Linked DNA regions of Mus musculus: region 1 is linked to region 2. Evidence: chromatin contacts called from public HiChIP or PLAC-seq data. All regions are on one chromosome and are shown on one strand. Each heading gives the region's core, a stretch centred on a gene start, on an enhancer-like site or on the middle of the called end of the contact. The rest is flanking DNA. Distances are from core to core; before and after follow the strand shown. Region 1 overlaps Ccdc88c (coiled-coil domain containing 88C). Region 2 overlaps Ttc7b (tetratricopeptide repeat domain 7B).

Evidence for each region. HiChIP or PLAC-seq counts read pairs in DNA pulled down with a chosen protein or histone mark.
Region 1: a contact with region 2 is called in an H3K4me3 HiChIP or PLAC-seq map of bone marrow-derived macrophages, with 6 times the contacts expected there. The contact joins two enhancer-like sites. A contact is called at or near these places in 1 of 39 promoter capture datasets (liver) and 1 of 115 datasets of contacts at active chromatin or transcription factors (bone marrow-derived macrophages).

What each region holds. Positions count from the first base shown.
Region 1 is chr12:100,924,267-100,930,627 of GRCm38.p6, reverse strand. Ccdc88c (coiled-coil domain containing 88C) reads left to right here. Exons shown (of 30, transcript NM_026681.5): 24 at 24-113; 25 at 1,563-1,801. Among named protein-coding and RNA genes, the nearest start is that of A630072L19Rik, 11 kb to the left of the region's middle. Within about 2 kb of position 5,032, at least 46 of the 459 cell types and tissues checked have an H3K27ac peak or open chromatin away from gene starts, as enhancers often do. A contact at or near this core is called in bone marrow-derived macrophages, where this site is marked.
Region 2 is chr12:100,317,738-100,324,622 of GRCm38.p6, reverse strand. The region is part of intron 19 of Ttc7b (tetratricopeptide repeat domain 7B); the gene reads left to right. Among named protein-coding and RNA genes, the nearest start is that of Gm51958, 28 kb to the left of the region's middle. Within about 2 kb of position 4,667, at least 32 of the 459 cell types and tissues checked have an H3K27ac peak or open chromatin away from gene starts, as enhancers often do. A contact at or near this core is called in bone marrow-derived macrophages, where this site is marked.

The sequences.
Region 1 (6,361 bases), core at 3,783-6,282, 610 kb before region 2:
TTTTCTGTCACTTCTGTTCACAGAGACAAGTTAAACGCCTTACGGAGACACAAGGAGAAGCTGGAAGAAAAAATCATGGATCAGTACAAGTTCTATGACCCTGCTCCAAAGAAGTGAGTGGATCTAAGATCAGTGCCCATAGCTTAGCTGAGAGATAAGACAGTCCAGGAGCCGTAGGACAGGGCCAGCCCTACGCCCCCCCATATGCTGTACGCCCCCCATATGCCGCAGCCTTTTGCTACAGCTCCTCATGCTATGGTGATCCCAACATAAGGTTATTTCATTGCTACTTTGTAAGCATAATTTCGCTATTGTTATAAATCATAACATAAATATCTGAGATGCAGCATATGTAACCCCAGAGGGATCGCAACCTGCAGATTGAGAACTGCTGCCCATATAGCAAAAACGTTGGACCCTCAGCCCCACCCTGCGTACCCCAGCCAGTCCTGTGAAGGCTGTCAAATGCCAGCTAGCCCTCATGAGACATGGAGGTGACTGACCCATGAGGCAGAAGGCTGGGAGTCAGAGCCATTAAAGCTGAGTGGTCTGGTTGCCTCCGGGTGTAACATGCTGAGGACACCATAGCAGTGGGCCTGTGAGGGAAAGCGATTGTGAGCAGAACAGCTGGCTGGGCCCCACAGTTACCAGTCCTGGGGTGCACATTGGCCTTATCCCCGCTGTAGACATAGACCCTCTGGGGTAGCTTTACAAGTAGTGTCTCCCCCAATGAGCAGTGGCCCCAGGTTGTGGGGCTAGCTCAGTACCTGTATTAGCACACCATCTCTTGCAGTACTTACCCTGATCACTGCCCTGAGCCTTGGGAGCCTTGGGAGCTGTCCTTATGGACTGTTCTGGTCAGGCTGTGGTTGAAGTCACTACCAGTCCTTCAAGGAAGCCTCATTGAGACCTCCAGCCTCAGTCTTCTGTGTGATGGGGAAACTGAGGCTGTCATGAGGAGTGGGAGTGACAGGTACCTAAGGATGCCTTTAGTTTCTATGGAGCTGCTTTTCATCAGTTCCCTTTAACCCAGTCACCTCCTGTGCCCCCGGGGCAGCTTGCTCAGTGCCAGGGGCACAGTCAGCACCAAATACCTCCTATACCCCTGATGGGGCTTGCTCAGTGCCAGGGGCACAGTCAGTGAGCACCAGCCTTGTCATTGGTTAACTTGAGCAGGTAATATGCCTAAAAATGACTTTCATGGGAAAAATAAATGAATAGCTAGTTATTACAGCCTCATTTTTACACATCCAGATGTGTAAGGGTACTATGGAGGTGCTCTTCCGGGACACCAGCATGGTTCCTGATACCACATACTTCTGCTACTGCTTAGCTGCACCAAAGAGTCTGGCTCTTCAATTCCAGGTCTCAGGTGTTCAGATAAGACCGTGATAGTGTTCATGAACATAGTCCTCTTTTATTGAGGGTACTGGGATGGAACCTGGGGCCTTGTGAATTCTAGGCAAGAGCCCTGTCACCAAGCTATACCTCCAGCTCAGTGCCATGGCTTGCCTCTCTGAGCATGGGTTGTAACTTCTAAAAAAATTTTTTTTTCTAATTAGGAAGAACCACTGGATTGGAGCCAAAGCCCTAGTCAAACTTATCAAGCCAAAGAAAGAAGGTTCCAGAGAACGGTTAAAATCCACCACAGATAGCCCCCCCTGGCAGCTGGAGCCCTCAGACCCTGCCTCGCCATCTCCCTCTCAGGCTCTCAGATCGCAGACGGAGAACCCCGACAACCCCCCATCGGGTCCAAACTGTGTGGAAGAACGAGACACCCACAACGGGCCTGTGGGGAAAGGTAGGTGCAGCTGCCAGACGGGTCAGGGTAAGGATAGAGGCTCTGAAAGTTCCATTCACTGATGGGGTATGCCGTGCCTCTGTGGGGATGTGGCACTCTATGTGTCCATGTGAGCATGCCCTCCTACTCGGGCATGCCCACAAGCCCATCTCAGCTATGGCCATGTTACCTAGAGTACTTGGGAAACACCATTCATTACGTGGGCTGGTTGGTTATTCGAATGTCCAAGGTTGAAGCTTGGTCAGGCAGCCTAGGGGCGCACAGGAACTGATGTGTTGGGGCTCCCTCGGGTGTGGCAGACATTATGATTCGCTCTTTTTTTGTACAGTGATCCCTGGGGCATTAACCACATCTTTCACACACCCGCCCACTTTCGCTTTCGGGAAGTCCTGAGTGGCTGTCTCTTTCCACCATTTCAAAGGCATCTTGGCTTGTCCTCCACACAGATCTGTCCTTGAGGCCTGTAGCCTCAGGAAGGACACTGGGGATAGATGATTGGAGCTGGCCGGGGACTCTGAAGTTAGAGCAGGAACACTAGTCAAGCTTGCTGTAGTTCATTGATGAGTGGCACTGCCGCTGGTAAATGGCAGATGGCGGCGGCCTTTCACCTCCGAGGGTTTCATCACATTCCTGCGCTGTAAAAAAATCTCATCTAAAAGATACATTGTTGGGGCTGGAGAGCTGGCTTGGCAGTTAGGAGCACCTGGCTGCTCTTGCAGAAGATAGGGTTTTGATTCCCAGCACCCAGATGGCAGCTCACATCTGTAACTCCAGCGTCAGGAATCCCATGCCTCTTTTTGTCCTCCTCAGGCACTGCGTGCACATGGTGGACTTAGACAGATCCAGGCAAGCAGTCATGCACATAAGATAAAGATCTCAGACTAACAGACTCCCCTGCCCCTGCCCTGCCCCTGCCCCTGCCCCTGCCCCTGCCCCTGCCCCTGCCCCTGCCCCTGCCCCTGCCCCTGCCCCTGCCCCTGCCCCTGCCTCCTGAGTGCTGGGATTAATGGCATGTGCGCCACCATGTCTGGCTCTTTTTTAAAATAAGACATTGTTGTGCACACGTGCAAAAAGAAGAGCTTGGTGAGGTAGCTCGGGTACAGCACAGTCACTGCTTGTACCATCTCTGCCAGGTCTGTAACAACTGAACATTTCTAAAGCTGCGTTCAGATTTACCATCTGGTATGGTATCAGAAATGACTGTCATAGAACCTGAAATACAATTTACCTGAAGCCCTAAAAAGCTTACTGACTTACTGGGAGGTGGGTTATTTATGCCAGATCTTCACCCGCGTAGCTTAAGCATTTATCTATTATTATAGAACTTTCTGAATGTACGTCAGGGAGTCCAGTGCTCTTGGGGTGACGGGATGTTGAGTAACAGGTGCCCTCTGTGTGGGTGAGGTCACATTCACCACTACAGGTGGTGACGTCGTCAGCTCTGAGGACGCACGCACCCGTCAGTTACATCTCTGTTGTGGGGTCGGGAGAAGGTGAAAGGTGTGTCAGCGCTGAGGCAGCAGTGAACTGTGACATTTGAGACAGGATCTCCAATGATGAGGTGCTGTAGGTCTGTCTTATCTGAACTCACTGCATAACCCAGACAGACCATGAGCTAGTGACAATCCTCCTGCCTCCGTCCTGGGACTACAGGTGAGAGCAGCCACACCCAGACCTTAACTGCCTCTAGACATTACCTTAACATTTCTTACAACCAGAGAGGGCCTGTTACCTCTGGCTTCCATACTGGCAATATTTTAATGTTTCCCACTTAAGACTGTATTGTTCTTACAGTTAACTGAATTTGCTATGTTCAGTTTAACTGAGTTAAGAAAACTTTCAAAAGCTCTGATACGGTGGCACATTCCTTTAGTCCCAGCACTCTGGCGGCAGATCTCTGAATTGGAGGCCAACCTAGTAGTCTACAGAGGGAGTTCCAGGACAGCCAGAGATACACAGAGAAACCCCACCTTGAGGGGTGGGGGTGCAGTGACAGCAAGAAAGAAAACTTAGGAGGAGTGTCTACCTGGTGCAGACTGCCACTGGGGGCTGAGTACCCTTTGAAATACTTTACAAGCCTTGTGTCCCTTCTAATCCATAACAACCCATGAAGTGGGCATCAATCACTGCTGTCCATTTTTTATTATTTATTTAGTTTTTAGAAGGTGGTCTTGTGAAGGGAACTCCGGTAGTATTTCTTTGAACACCAAGAAAGTAAAACTGATACAGTAATAGAGATCCAAGCCCAGGTGTCTCAGCCTCAGGCTCCTAAGAGGGCACTCCCTTCAGTGAAAGCAGCTTGGGTCCCTGCACATTCCACATAGTCAGGCTGTGGAGTTTTGTTTAATGCCTCCCTCAGCCGTGGTCAGTATCTAGAACCCTTATTCTGTAATGTGGGATGTGACCACTAGGTGGTGGTATAGCAAAAGACATAGAAAGTCTGGTCTCTAATCCTAAACCAGAAATCTGTTGGCTCACTTGATAAATACTACTACTGAAAGGTATGTTCAGAAGCTTAGATGAGTCGTCTGCTTTGTGGGGTCTCTGCTTTAAAGGCCAAGGAAGGGTGGGGGCGGGGAGGGGGGGTCCGAAGGGAAATAATTCTTCCAGGTCTTAGGAGGTTGGGGTATGAAAAAGACATTATAGTGTTTTTAAATACATCTAGCCAAGGAGGTGATTTTAGAATTACAGACTGTTGGTAGGTGTTTCGGGTAGACTGTATCCTGACAGCGGGCCAGCCTGTCATTAGGTGTGTCCGGTGTCCTGGAGTGGGAACGGCAGCTGTATGTGAGCTGAGTGAGTAGTCAGGGAGCCTGTCATTAAAATGGCTGAGTAAGAGATGCTGGCTGCAGCCTTAATGAGCATTCTTATTCAATAATTTAACACACTGAAATTGAAAAATCCTCCAAACCAGTGGCTCCTGGGGCATTGTGCAGCTCTCCTGTTGTGCTTCGTGAGTAATGGTTGGCACCAGGGCGCCACTAAATTAAATTGAGTCAGCGCCTAAATGGTTCTGGCCTGGGTATCAGGCGTAGGTTGGCCAGGATTCCGCTTCCCTAAATACGTTTTGCTGACTTAGACTCATTTGTAATTATTGTTCATTTCATTTGTGTTTTTTTTTCTTCCTCTTTTCTCTCTCTCTCTTTTTCCTTCCTGTCACAATGATAACAATTTAGCATTCCAGCGCAAAAAGAGTCCTTTTTTGAGAAGCAAAAGCAAGGACAAAGACAAGTCTCCATTGGTCCATCCAGCTCTCTCTAAACGCCTGCGGTTCTGGTCTTCCTCTGACATCCCATCCTCCCCTAACGAGTCTGCCTCTTTCTCAGACATTGGGGATTTCTGATCCCCTCCTTTACCATGTGTCTACATCATGTGTCCCTCCTTCATTTCAAAATTCAACCAACAACCAAAAGAAGTTAGTCCCTAAAGGCCACTCGGTCCCTAGCGGACCCCTGTCCCTCCCCCAGTTCCAAAGTAGCCACCGTGGATTCTGATTGCAAACTAGAAGATGACCTGTCATGTTTCCTGGACTGGTGCTTCGGCACAGCACAGTAGTAGGGGACCCCCGGGATGTACGTGCAGTAACTTGTCCTTGGGCCAGGAGATTCATGCTAAGTAAGTGACGTGACCTCATGCTCCGCCCCCTCCCGCATCTGCAAGCTTCTCTCGTGCCCTTGTGCAAAGCGGAAGTGGCCAGTTGTCGCTATGCTTCCTAAAATGCCCACCGGCGGGTGAGCCACCTTTCTAAAGATTTACTTGTAAGCAGCTGAACCTTGTCCCCTCTCTTTGTCAGAGCAGAGTCACTGGCTTCTGCCCCCGAGCCCGCAGTTCTGTGTTCTGAAGGATTCACTGCTCTGTTGGAACATTTTGAGTAATTGAACCGATTTTGCCAGACTGAAGTTTTATGACTGTGCTGCAATTCTCTGGCATCTCGGATGGTGAAATCCAAGCCACAGTGGACAGAAAGCATATCAGGACATGAGCCACACCCAGAGCAGGGGAAGATGGTGACCAGAGAGGTCACCCCACTGTCATGTCCCCATCTTGAGCCATTCTTACACCCCAGGTCTGATTTGGGCCATAGCCCCCTGTCTCCTATGTGCAGTTTTTACATATTCTCCCTTATTGCCAGTGCCAATGCACTCAGATGGAATACAAGTGTCACCTTAGAAATCAGGTGGCCATAGTAAACCTGCACCTGTGACAGTGTTAAGGTCATCATTGCCACTGACTTCAGCTTGTGACCCTGTCTTTAAGAACTCCAAGCCATCAAAGCTCCCGGTCCCAGAGTCTGTCCTCCCCGCATGCTGTTAGAATCGTGCTTGTCTCTGTCTGGTGCTCCTGCTGTCTGCCCGCCTCACCTCCCCCTGGACCTTCATTTCCGCCTAACACAGGAAGGCCTGTCACTCATTTCCACTTAACACAGGAAGGCCTGTCAGTCACTGTTCAGTCTGCCAGACTTGTTTCTTGCTTCTCATAAGGCTGTCCTCCAGAATCCACATCCCCCTCCCGTTCACATCTAAGATCTGGGCTTTGAAAGCCAACAGAGATGAGCCGTGA
Region 2 (6,885 bases), core at 3,418-5,917:
TGGGACAGACATCAGGTCCCAGTCGAGCCTCGCACAGTCTTTAGCCCCAAGAAGAGCCCAGAATCTCTCTGTGCCTCCATGCCCTTTTTGCAAGAAGTCCTTCTGTTAGACTGGCTGTGTGTTTAGGACTAAGAGGACATGGTTCTGTAACTAATGGTAAAATGTGCTCAGAAGGACCCCATAGCCCTCACAGCCTCCCTGTTTCTCATTGGTGCCGTACAGTGCAGAGGACTGAGCTGTGACAGGGGACTGAGCTGTCACTGGGTTAGGTCTGAAATTGAACCTGTTTGTTGTTTAACCTTCAGGACCCATGGCATTTCTGTGACTGGGTGGCTATTTACCCACATGGGCTGTGTGAGAACTAAACAAAATGGCTGAGTACGAAGCCTCAAGAGTCCCTGGTACCTAGTAGATGTTCACTAAATAGAAAACCAGAGGCAGTCATCTTCAGTTTCAAACATAGACCAAGCCTGGTAATACTGACAGTCACTCACCTTTTTCACTTCCTTCTATGAGAACTCGACAGCTTTATAAATACTTTTACATATTATCTAAACATCACTCTGTTTGATTAAAGATATTACATGGCTTTTAATTTTTGTCTCACTATTGAAAGAGAGAAGTTTTAAGAGCTTTTCGGTCTCCCAGCCTTTGCTAGAACATTGCAAAAGAATTAAATCAACACAAAGTGCTTGGTCCTTATTAAAAAGAAGTACACTTCTACCTCAGGGCCGATGGTGAATTATTCAGAGAAGTGTTTCTTATTCATCCCCAAGGGAAACACTTGAGACAAAAGATCAATAGGAAAGTCACCTCAGGAGAGGTTTTGGGTTTCCCCCTTAGCTCTTCAAGCCCCAGCTCCTGGCAAATGTTTTCCTTTCTGAGGAAACAGCCAGGTGGCCATCACAGGGGAAGAGAGCCAGGCAGGGCCTCTGAGCCTCCCCAGGCCTGATGACACTAGCCACCTTGGTGGTCTTGCCAGTGGGGACATACTAATCTCAGACCCTGAGATCTCAGACCCGGTGTATCCTGGTGTCTTCATCAGAACGGAGGCAGGCTTGGGGCAGCCTGCTTGCAGATTTGGGGCAGTTCAGCTTCTCTTGCTCAGCAGCTCTCCCCAGTACCTGTGGTCAGGAACTCCCAAAGAGCTTGCAAGACTCCTTCCCGGTGATCTTGTACATGACACTCACTGCCGGTGTTTTTCCCCCTAGCCTCAGCTAGCCACAGCTGAGGATAGCCCATCCACAGCCAAGGGCAAAATTCCTCCTTCTGGGATGCTGGGTCCTCTAGTACCTGCAGAGAATCTCTGGGATCCACAGGTCTTTAGCCTTGAAATATCAAGAGACCTTGCCCCAGCTACTTAAAGCAGAGCAGGGTTTTAGTGTCTGAGAGACCAAGAAGGTGGCTCACAGTTTATTGCAGGGCTACAGGTTCTGGACAGGCCTGGGCTAGAATCCCAGTGCTGTCACTCATTGCCTTTGGAGCTTTGGGGCAAGATGGTCCTCTCCTTGTGCCTCAGTTTCTTCAGCTATACAACTGAGAATGTTAGCACCAGCTGCTCTTGGAGGCTAATTACACGATGGCTCACAGGAGTCTTACACATCTCACAGGAACCAGGCTAGTCTATGAGTCTCTGAACTCCTTGAAAACAGAGAACAGCCGGGCAGTGGTGGCGCATGTCTTTAATCCCAGCACTTGGGAGGCAGAGACAGATTTCTGATTCAAGGCCAGCCTGGTCTACAGAGTGAGTTCCAGGACAGCCAGGGCTACACAGAGAAACCCTGTCTTGAAAAAAAAGAAAAGAAAAGAAAAGAAAAGAAAAGAAAAGAAAAGAAAAGAAAAGAAAAGAAAAGAAAAGAAAAGAAAAGAGGAGAGGGGCAGCCAGGCCTATGGGGGCAGCAAGAGGCAAACAGTGATGAGCACTGAGTTTCCCAGTACCTACAAGAGAGCGAGAGCCACCTCGGGAGGCTAGGCCACAGCACACTGTGCCACACCAGGGCCCATAAAGGTCAGGAGTACCAGTTGGAAGAACATGGAGCAGAACTACCATAAAACCAAGAAGGTCCCAGGATAAGGAGGCACGTGAGGTACACCATGGGGCACAGAAAACCTGAGGACAGAAAATTTGTCCACGGCAGCCCCAGTGCTCAGAATGGAACAGAGAAGTTGCCAGGAGTTGTCTGGCAGGCAGAAAGCCATGTTGTCTATCACAGGTGGACACTGGCAGCTGACAGAGGGCACAGTGAGCTGCAGGACACATGCAGGGGCCTGGGCTGACACTAAGAATAGAGCCTCCCTACCTTCTAGAGGTGTAAGCAGCACTTGCTGCATTATGCAGAATGCAAATGTGTTTGCATTGTTAAAAAGCAAAGGTGAGGCAGATAGCATTGATGAATGTGAGTGGAAAGTCAGACTGGAGAGATAAATGGAAATGAAACTCAAGGGAAATAGATAATCTCTAACAGTTACAGCCATCACATATGGTAAAAAGGTAGAAAAAACAAAGGTGTTGCCCAGTAGTAATTAGTTAGCCCAGACCAGGGGTCAGGGGCTGAGTGTGGACAGTTATTAAGCAAGCAATAAGTTTATGAGACAAGGAATTGAAAGCTGTGGAGGTATTCTCAGAGTGATCAGACTTTTACCAAGAAAACCCGAAGGAATATTTTCTAATGTTAGTTTGCATAAATGTATAAATTTGCATTTATTTGCTATGTTAAAAGTCTAACTCACCGTGCCTGCAATGCATTAATGAAACATGGGCAGGCTTTTCCCAAAGCGGCCATTCTGTATTTTGAGTGGAGGGAAAGGAGAGGAAGGTACACAGTGGTGGCTAGGGGTGGCCTCGGGGAGAAGATTGTCTGCTGGAGCCAGACTGTGCAGGCCAAGGACAGGCATGGAGACGGTACAGCCAAGGACACAGTTACCAGGACAGGAACAAGTTCTACAAACAGGGATGTCTGGCTGCCCTCTGATCACATCAGCCTGGGCCTTTGAGAGCAATGTGTAAGGTGGACAGGTAAGAAAGGAATAGGGGCTTTCTGAAGCAAAGGTGGAAGGGAGTCAGGAAGCCTTTGAGGAGAGGAGTCAGTAAGACCAGAAGGGAAGGTGTTGCTGGGCAACAAGCAGGGACGTGAGGGTCACCAGGAGGCTTGGACCTGCTTCCGCAGTGCTTGACAGGGTGAGAAAATGGTAGGAAACAGGAGCAGACATGGGGCTCATTCAAGGTCTGTTGAGTGGACAACATGGGGGCAAAGATGCTCAGAGCATAGTAGAGGATCGGAGGCTGGGGGGGGGGGGTGCAGTGCACAGTGAACCAGAGCAGGGGCCAGCTAACACTGATGCAGGAAATGTGGGGTTTATGAAACATGAAACCTTTCTCTCCCATCCCAGATGAGCATAACAGTGCTAGAGTCCTAGACTAACCAACAGCCACCAGAACAACTTGGGACCAGTGGCTTCCGGGTCCTTGTCTCCAGAACTCAGTGACATTCACAGAAAACAGGAGAGTGAGCTTGACAAGGAATTTCATAAGATTGTAGTTGGGAATGTAAGAGAAAGAGGCAGAGCTTCCATACAGCAGGAATGAGTCCTAGAAAATGGGGTGCCATAGAGATGCTTAGTCTAAGGGTCTTTTGAAAGAAACTGGACTGAGGCATGGGTCCACCGGTAAGAAGTCCGCTGCCTCTCAGTTTCAGCCACATCTTCACTTATAGTTTCCAGGCAAGGGTGCTCATTTAGGTCGTGTGAAAGGAAAGAAAGATGGCCAAAAACCTGATCAGGAACCCAAGTCCCCTCTGGCCAAGACAGAAAGAAATAAGACCACTTCCAGCTTCTGACCAGGACAGCTGGAACTGTCTACTTTTGGGGTCTCTGCCCTAGAATAGCTTAATCAACACTGCTCCCACCATTCACCTCTAGCACAAAAAGCAAGCAGAGAGAATCAGTGTATGCCCCAGAGGAATGAGCAGTTCTCCAAGACAAGGCTAGACAAGGCAGAGACCAGCTGAGGACAGCAAACCAAAAGCATAAAGAGATCTACCCATGAACGTTGACGCTCCAAGACATGCCAGGGACAGGAAAAGGATGGGAGCCATTGTCATTCAGTGATAGCTCAGAGAGGGCAGTGAGATTAGGAAGGTGCAAGACATCAGAGTTCCCTGGAGGAAGATAAGGTAGCAGTCTGTGAGGGGTGATGAATGGGAGGGAGCCTGCCACCTGCAGCTGCTTGCAGGAGGTCACTGCTCAGTGCAGAGCACAGTCCAGGGCTCTCTTGGGGAGGAGGGGTACACAGGCTGTGTGAGAGGGCTTTCCTGGGTCTCGTGTTTTCTGAAGCATAGGCTCTGGGATGGCCACAGGTGCATAAACTCAAGAGGGAGAGCATTAATGGCAGGAAGAGCCTACGGTGCTAGGAATGCCCCTTGCTGCCCTATGTGGATGGCAGGCTTTACAACACGAGGTTTGCTGGCACCTGGCACCTGCACTATGCCTCCATTTTCAGTTCTTCGAACAGCTCTTAAGGCGTCTCATCAAAACAAAGCTGTCCACACACACTGTTCTGCCATAATGGCCTCTATTCTGAAGTTTCAAGTGGAGACCTGATGTGAGCACTGACTTTAAACTGTCTTCAAGCTCTCAAGCCTGTTTACTGTGTCAAAACTTCCTCCTGTAGGGCGTGGTGGCTGTGAAGCAGGGAAAGAGGGAAGCCTCTCTTAATAAGGAAGCTGACATTGGCTTCATGAAACTTGGTGGGTTTTTTTTGTCTCCAGTCCTTGGAGGTGTCTGTCTGTCCCCTGAGATAGAGGGAGTTATGGTGTCTTATGATTTATCATCAGAAGTCTGTCTCCTGTCTCCTAGCGTATTCCTGTTGGGCAGAGAGAGACTAGGGCTGTAGGGCCTGCCAGCCTCTGCCCCTGCATTGGTCTGACTGACCATCAGCATGATGAGGGTCCTGTGACACTAACAGTCCAAGATTACCTTCTGACCTCCCGCTTCTCTTGGGAGAAGCCTCTGCTAAGGCACAGGAACTCCTGGAATAGAACTCGAAGGCCTTCCTCCTTTCAGAAGCCAGTCTCTTTCATCCAGTGTCAGCTTTCTTCCCATGCACAGAAAGAATGACTGACACAGCAAAACCCGCCCCGCAGTCTGCTACGAAGTCTCTTTCATCTTGTAATTGTCTTCTGTGTTCTTTAGAACTAGAAAACTGCTTTGAAAACTAGAGAGAGCAACTTCTCCGAAGGCCTGCGAGCTGTTTAGATGCCTCCCCAGCCGTCTGTCTGTCTGTGTACTTGCTGAGTCCCTAATAAGCCTGCAGTTGTCTCTGCCTACTCTCTCTACTCAACATGGCTGGGCTTAAGTGCCTGGTCCAGAGAGGGGAACACGCCCTTCTAGCTGATGGGTCACCGCTGCAGTGTGTTCTACCTCCACTCTTTCTAGTGGCCCATGTAACACTTTAGCCTCATTGACAATTTAAGGCCTTTCAGCTAGTACTTAGCCCTACCTACATCTCACTTTTTCACTACAGTCTAATTTGAAAGGTTGTATGTCAGACCCGTTGTTACACTATTTAGTGAAATAGAGAATTTCTTGATACTGGAGAGGAAAGCGGCTCTAGGTGATCTGCCCTGGTCAAGCTGTAAGTTAGCGCAAATCAGGGCAAGCCTGAGCAGTTGTCAGCATGAGGAGTCGGAGCCTCAGTGGCGGTGCGTTAGAACAGCGGCCAGGCCCCAGGTCTGTTGCCTTCTTTGTTGCTTTGTTACTTGAGGGTTTTGTTTGGTTTGCTTTGGTTCAGTTCCATTTGGGGTTGGGTTGGGTTGGATTTTTTTTTTTTTTTTTGACTAAATGTTTTTAGGATTGAACCTAGGACCTGGAGTGTGGTATGCAAATGCTGAGCAACTGAAGGGTCCATCACTTGTAAACTTCCACTTTCTCACGGTAGACGGAGTAGGTGTAGGACCCACGTGTGTCACTGTATAGGTTCGATATAGGATGAACTGTCAGCATCACTGTCATTGCTAGGTGTAGATTTCCTCTGTGATTTCTATGAGCTGTGAATAGAACACGTCCTCTTGAGGAAAACATCCATGGCTCCTGTCCAGGGCCTCGGGGGCCCTGGGGTTGCTCTGTGAATGGGCTCCCCTGATGGGGGCTTCACGGTCTGGTTTGGAGCATGTGGCAACTCTAGAAACAGCCAGTGCAAGATGCAGTGAGTATCCAAGGGCATGATTGGTGCAGGGACAGAGCAGCAAGTGTTGTAAGTGATATCAGTTGTAGCTCCGAGATTCTTAAATTCTTTTTTTTTAATTACTTATGTTTAGTTTATAACTGTTTTGGGGTGTTGGGCATCTGTGTCCTCCTTTAAGCAAAAGGGACGCCCCCTGGGCATAGAGAACCTGCTTGTGATCACTTGGCTCCTGTCCAGCATAGCCCAGCTGTCCCTACCCTAACCCTATAGTTGAAGCATCCCTCGGGGCAGGGACTTCCTCCAGAGGCAGTTTCTTTTTGTTTGGGAGCCCTCCAACCCAGCAACACTTGTCCCTACACTGGCCAGGAAGAATTGGCATCAGGTGACCTGGCTCTCCCTAGAGACCGTAGTCACAGACCCAAAAAGCAACCTAGGGCAGAACAGGCTCTCAAGTGCAAACTGTGTGGTGCCCTGTAGCATTAAGTCTTTCTTCACCTCAGCTGGAGGGAAATACCAGAGCTCTGCTTACTTCTGATTTTGCTCTGAAGTCTTAGGTGACTGGCAGCCAATTCAGTCTCAGTACCTAAATGTTTCCAAATCTGATATATCCTACCCATGCCGTTATCCTTAGAAATGCTGTCCTCTTGTTCCAATACAGCATACCAACTAGGCTCTTCTGCCTTCCTGCCGCACACAGGAAACTT